2 separate regions of the Bos taurus genome follow, and region 1 is linked to region 2. A link is a contact called in public Hi-C data. All regions are on one chromosome and are shown on one strand. Each heading gives the region's core, a stretch centred on a gene start, on an enhancer-like site or on the middle of the called end of the contact. The rest is flanking DNA. Distances are from core to core; before and after follow the strand shown.

Evidence for each region. Hi-C and Micro-C count contacts between places; a contact is called where the count stands out from the background.
Region 1: a Hi-C map of liver shows a contact between it and region 2, with 2.6 times the contacts expected there. The contact joins two enhancer-like sites. A contact is called at or near these places in 2 of 11 Hi-C or Micro-C datasets (4-cell embryo and liver).

What each region holds. Positions count from the first base shown.
Region 1 is chr18:44,761,040-44,763,943 of ARS-UCD2.0, forward strand. It overlaps GARRE1 (granule associated Rac and RHOG effector 1), which reads left to right. Exons shown (of 13, transcript NM_001206284.2): 8 at 2,478-2,603. Among named protein-coding and RNA genes, the nearest start is that of GPI, 22 kb to the right of the region's middle. Within about 2 kb of position 1,467, at least 6 of the 102 cell types and tissues checked have an H3K27ac peak or open chromatin away from gene starts, as enhancers often do. A contact at or near this core is called in liver, where this site is marked.
Region 2 is chr18:44,699,934-44,702,933 of ARS-UCD2.0, forward strand. It overlaps a transcript of GARRE1 not described here. Among named protein-coding and RNA genes, the nearest start is that of GARRE1, 23 kb to the right of the region's middle. Within about 2 kb of position 1,383, at least 5 of the 102 cell types and tissues checked have an H3K27ac peak or open chromatin away from gene starts, as enhancers often do. A contact at or near this core is called in liver, where this site is marked.

The DNA.
Region 1 (2,904 bases), core at 217-2,716, 61 kb after region 2:
ATTCCCTTCTCCAGGGGATCTTCCTGACCCAGGTATCAAACCCGGTCTCCTGCATCGCAGACAGATTCTTCACCATCTAAATGGTTGGTGATTTACGTCATGTCCCAGAATCTCCCTTCTGTGAGTTTCTCCACAGATTTCTAAATTTGATTATTAGTTAATTTATATTCAGGTCTTCATTCCTATCAAACAGTAGATTTTTTTTTCTGGACTCAGCTTGCAGGATCGTAGCTCCCTAACCAGGGATTGAACTCAGGCCCGCAGTAGTGAGAGTGTGGAGTCCTAACCACTGAACTGGCAAGGAATTCCCCAAGCAGTAGATTAAAAGCTCACATTTTGTAAGAGTTTTGTGTTCCTGAAATTGTTTTCTAATTCAGGTTCTTATTGAAAAATATTAAACTTAACTAGGATTCTCATTTTAAAGAAAACATTTCCAACTCTTGGATAATTGGGTGGATATAAACAGCTAGTACTAAAATGGTTAACACTGCAGTTTACTTCCAGAACTCTCCCTTTATGATTGATTTCCTTTGTAATTCATTGCCCGTCCTTGAAAGACCTCACAAACTGCTCCCTCTGCTGGCTACTTTTGGTAAAAATGGCACAGTTTTCATGTTTTTGTTTCAAGTTACGAAATATGTGCTTGTTGAGAAGAACTCAAAAAGAAGTAATTGCTTTATTCCAACTTAGAGAAAATGAAATTATTAGCAAAACTAGTCAAGAATTTATTATTTGCTTTGCTTTTAGCATAATGAAGTATCTAGATTCTTTTTTCCCCCCAAAAGTAGTATCTTACTTAGGTCCCTGCCCTTAACAGAGCTGGCTTTGTAATGGCGTGGGGGTTGGGCAGGGGACTGTTAATAAGCGTAGGAGTTAAGTTCAAGCACTGGCAAGTGTACAAGGGGAATAAGAGTAGAGTGACATCATCTGTTAGAGAATAACAGGTAGAGATGGCAAGAGGAAGCTATTTTGGATGAGGAGGTCAGTCATGAAGGGTCTCTTTAAGGATGTGACATTTGAGAGGAGCCTGCCACGCAGAGAGCAGATGGGGAAAGCATCGCAGGCAGAAGGAACAGCAAATGCAGAGACCTGAGGAGTGCACTGGTGTGACTGGAGGTATGCTGGGTGGGGGTGAAGACAGGAGTCGTGGAAGCCAGGACTTGCAGGGTCCCTGGGGGACTAGGGTTTTATCTAAGAACAGGTAGAAGGTTTTAAGCCAATCAGGGTAATTTGTCAAAAAGAATAGGTTTAGTTTCTTCAGGGGATTTTACTGATGAGTTCTCAAGACTGATGAATAACATAAAAATACCATTCTGTTGATTTTTAGAAAGAAATTATTAGTATCACCAGAAACCATAGTACTGCTTTCTGCATGACCAGAAAATGCTCGCTTAGTGGGCGGACATGTGACCAGCCAGATCACAAGCAGAAGTTGGCTTGAGAACATAGAGCAAGTATGTCCTGGTGATCAGCGATTCCAGGCTGAGAGAATCTGGTGCGTGGACCTCAGCCAGGTCCACTGGCCAGGATTCTGTCCTAGGAGCCCAGGGTCTCGTCGGGTGCTGGCAGAGCTTGCCTTGTTGCTTGCTTTCTCCAGGGTTTCTGAAACTGGCCAGCTCACACCCTCACATATATTTCTTCTCAAGCCAAAGTCACATTGGGGAGTGCTGCTGCCTCCTTAGGATGGCTTTGGCAAGTGTTATTTAGCTGAAGTGTTATTTAGCCTACTGTTTAGCCCCCGGAACACTCGGTAACAGACAGCATCTTCCTGGTTCTCCCTCTCAGAAAACGCCTCTTGGTGGAGGTGCCCGGGGTGGGCAGTGGGGACCTGAATGCCAGCGGGAAGGCAGCTCTCAAAGGGAGCAGTTGAGGCAAAGGCAACAGCATGAGAGATCCTGAGATGTGAGCAGATCCAACATACTCAGGGCGTATGAGAAGCCTCGTAGTTGGGACACTGTAAATAGAGGAAACAGTGAAGAGGACTGTGTCCAGAGAGGCAGGAGGCCCAGGTCACAGAGTCTGGAGGGCTGAGCTGAGGGGTTTGCATTTTATTTCAGCCACAATAGGATGCCACTGGAGGGTTTTGCACAGGGGAGTGGTGTGTTCAGATTTGTGCTAGAGGAGGCTCACTCTCTTGCTGTGTGGAGGAAAGTCAGGGCTGAAGCTGGTGTAGGACAGTGAAAGGGCGTTAGGACACCTGGAAGGCAGCCCCTGCACTGAACTCTTCTCTTCCTGCTAAACAGATTCTAGACAGTTAGAAATCTGCCGAGACGCCAGGCCCTGTTGTATTTCTTCCCCCTCCTATTGCAGAGCAGCAAGTCCCAGTGTTAGCCCTGTCATCCTCTAAATATTCTTATGATTACTAAATTTTTCTTTGGTGCCAAAAGTTGTGACCTTTTGTATAAGGCCTGATTGAAAATTGGAACCCTGTTGTGGAGAAGGGCAGCCTAGACTCACGCAACTTGGTTGGTGCCTAGGTGCCTGAAAGAAGACCCGGCTACCATGTCCCTGCTGCAGAGAAGCCTAGATCCCGAGAAGACGCTGGGCCTGGTGGACGTGCTCTACACTGCGGTGCTGGACCTCACCCGCTGGAGGGCAGGGAGGTGGGTGTCCCTGCCGAGGAGCAGTGTGACCACTTACAGGGTCATGTGAGCTCATGTCACTCATAGTATGTGAGTAAATAAGGCATGAAGGGGAACTTTGGGGCAACTTGTTATTTGGGAATACTTTCAAACTTATATAAAAGTTGCAGGAAGAGAACAGAGAATTGCCCTTTATTTACCCAGACTCCCCAGTTTGTGAACACTTTTGCCTTCATTTGTTATATCATTTCAGAGTTAAGTCCATCAAGAGCATTTTAACCAAGCTCACATTCTCCCTATGAACTCAGAGCAGAAAGGTGTT
Region 2 (3,000 bases), core at 133-2,632:
GATTTACACATTTGTACGTAAGCTTCTTGATAAATACTTGTTTTTCCCCATTGGAGGTTAATTTTGGGTAGGTTCCACAGTGCAAGTTGTTAAGAATGAGTAGCGCTATAGAACTTTATGTTTTCTTAAATGACTTTTTAATGGATACATAAATTTGGAAACTTTGGACTAGACTTAACCAGAGCTGAGTAGATCAAAGCCTTTCCGTGTTCTAACACACTGAAACAAAAACTGAAGGTTTTTAATAGGTCTAGGTTAAAAAAATATATTTTTTAACAAATCGGATTTGAAAAATTACATCAGTATTTTGTAACTTTTAATTTAATGATTTACTTTAAAGTTATCGTCTCTCCTTGATTTATGCTCGAATTTCCATCAGCAGGGTAGTTTGTTGTAATGAATGTCTTCATAGTGCTTGGGTGCATTTTAATTGGTCAAAGACCATTTCAGTTTGTAGATTAAAAACTTTGTTTCCCTGAGTAAACTTTTTCAGATGTTTAGGAGCCAACTTTGTTCACCTTTTGGAAATGTGGGGTAGTTTTTTACAGATAAGCCTCTTAGCAAGACTCTGACTTCCCCTTGCGCACCACCCCCCGCCCCATTTCCTTTTCTTTTGGAGATTTCTGTTCAACAGAGATTTTTTTTTTTTTTTGACTCAGAGCATTTCTCTAATACAATTCAAAAGTTCTAATATTTGTTTGTTTCTTTGGGCCTACCTCGTGGCTCACAGGGACCCGCACCATGGGCAGTGGCAGCAGAGTCCTCACTGCTGGACCGCCAGGGTCCTGGCCTGTTTTGTTTTTAACCTGTGTTATTCTGAAGCTAAATTTCAACTCTGTTGCCTTTGTGGTTAGAAAATTTGTTTTTTCTGCTGTAACTGAAATTATCAGTTATTCGTAGATTACTGAGTATAAAAGCTTTTTGACAATCTGCTAATGCTAACTTGCTTTGTTATTATGGAGGAATGTCGTATTTTGTGATGATAAATTGTTTTAGAGCAGGTGTCAGCACAAGGGGCAGTCAGGTGTCAGCCCGTGGAAGCAGTGTTACGCCATTAGACCAGAATCCCCTTGACACCAGCACTGTTAACCTGTGCATCCTAGGTGCCTAGAGTATTCAGGCACAACTTACAGGGTTGAGCCGTGCTAGAGGACACAGGTGTAGAAGAATCTTTAACTACGACAGATTCTAGCTATGATTAGAAATTTTTAGAATTCTATGAATAGAATTTTTATTTAATAAAGTTTTTTCTGTCTGCTTGAGTTTTCATACCTCAATATGATTTTAATATTTTTTTGTTTTGGCTGCTGCAAGCTGCATATTTAGTAGGGTTTTTTCCTGTCTACTAGTGTTTTCATACCTCAGTATAGGAAAGCTTGGACTGCAGATTTTGTCAACAAGTCAGTTATTTCGTAACTTTTTGTTTTGTTTTGGCTGTACAAAGCTGTATATTTAGTAGGTTGTTTTTCCTGTTTACTTGAGTTTTCATACAGGAAAGCATGGGCTTTAGATTTTGTCAACCAGTCAGTTATTTAGTAACTTTTTGTTTTATTTTGTTTTGGTTTCACCACTGGGCATGCAGTATCTTAGTGCCCCAACCAAGGATCTAGAACCAGTGCTCCCTGCAGTAGAAGCACAGAGCCTTAACCACTGGGCCACCAAGGAAGTCCCTGTCTTAATAGCAGTTTTAGTAGCCACTTCTTGACCAGGAAAAATATAGTTTAATCTTGGCATCCTTAAAAATTTTTTCATTGACTTTTTTTAAAAACTCTGATATAACTGTAATGTTTCAGGAGTTGTCGCACGATTCTTTAAACTAACATGGGTTATATTCCTTGGAAACTTTCTGTATAAACTAGAGCCCAGTTTTGCATGTAATTTTCTTTGGGAGCAGTCTCCCGGGCACAGAAGTAGTCTGGACTTGGTGGACCCCTAAGTGTCACTTCCTTTCCCCTGGTGTTGGCTCTCCATGTCTCCCTTTCCGTTTCCATGTTTTAATGATACCCTCCCTGCTCAGTGATTTGTGTTCAGGAAGCTAGGCAGTGATTACTTTTGTTTCTGCTTTGTGAATTTCCTCCCCCACTTCCTATTTTTACTGAGCAACTACAGGAAGTGAGGCGTCTCCTGGCTGGCAGCTGCTAAGTCCTGATTTTAGGTGGCAGAGAGCAAGGCTTTAGGGCTTAAAAAAAAAAAATTAGTTAATTTATTTATATTTATTTATGCTTATTCTTTGACCATACCACATGGCATGTGGAACTTCCCTGACCAGGAGTTGAAACTGTGTTCCCTGCAGTGGAAGCACGGAGTCTTAACCCCTGGACCATCAGGGAAGTCCAAGGCTTTAGGGCTTTAAAAAAAAAAAAAAAAGCATTTTCTTTATTTTTTTAAGCTTGTTTTTTGGCCGAATCTTGAGGCATGCGGAATCTTAGTTCCCAGACCAGGGATCTAACCTGCATCCCCTGCAGTGGAAGTGCAGAGTCTTGACCACTAGATCACCAGAGAAGTCCCTTAAAGCATGTTCCACCTTTGTCTGCAGGAATCATAGAAACACACTCTTATGATTGGGTGATTGGGTTGAGATGACGACATGTCCTCCTCAGCCTGGGGTTGGGGAAAACTGGGTACTCCTCAACTGGAGGGCAGAGCTTTTGGGAAGTGGTTGAGGGTTTTTTCCAGTAGTAACACTGGGACATAGTAGCCCTGTGGAGAAGCAGCTGTTGTGGGTGGACAGTGTGGCAGGAGCCAAGGGTGAGTGGAAGGGACCTGTTGCAAGTGAGGCTGGAGGGGGTGATTCTGGATTGGGGGCAGGGGGCCTCGATTGGCAGGCTTGCAGTGAAGTGAGGAGTCCCATATGCTCTGGGATCTTTGACAAGGCCTCAGCCTCTACAGTGCTCTCCTTCCTCCCAAGTCCCAGCATTTGATTTCTCAACCAGGTATTTAGCATTTACCTGCCTCTCTTCCAGTGATACCTTAAATGTATCTACTGTGGCTTAACTTCTG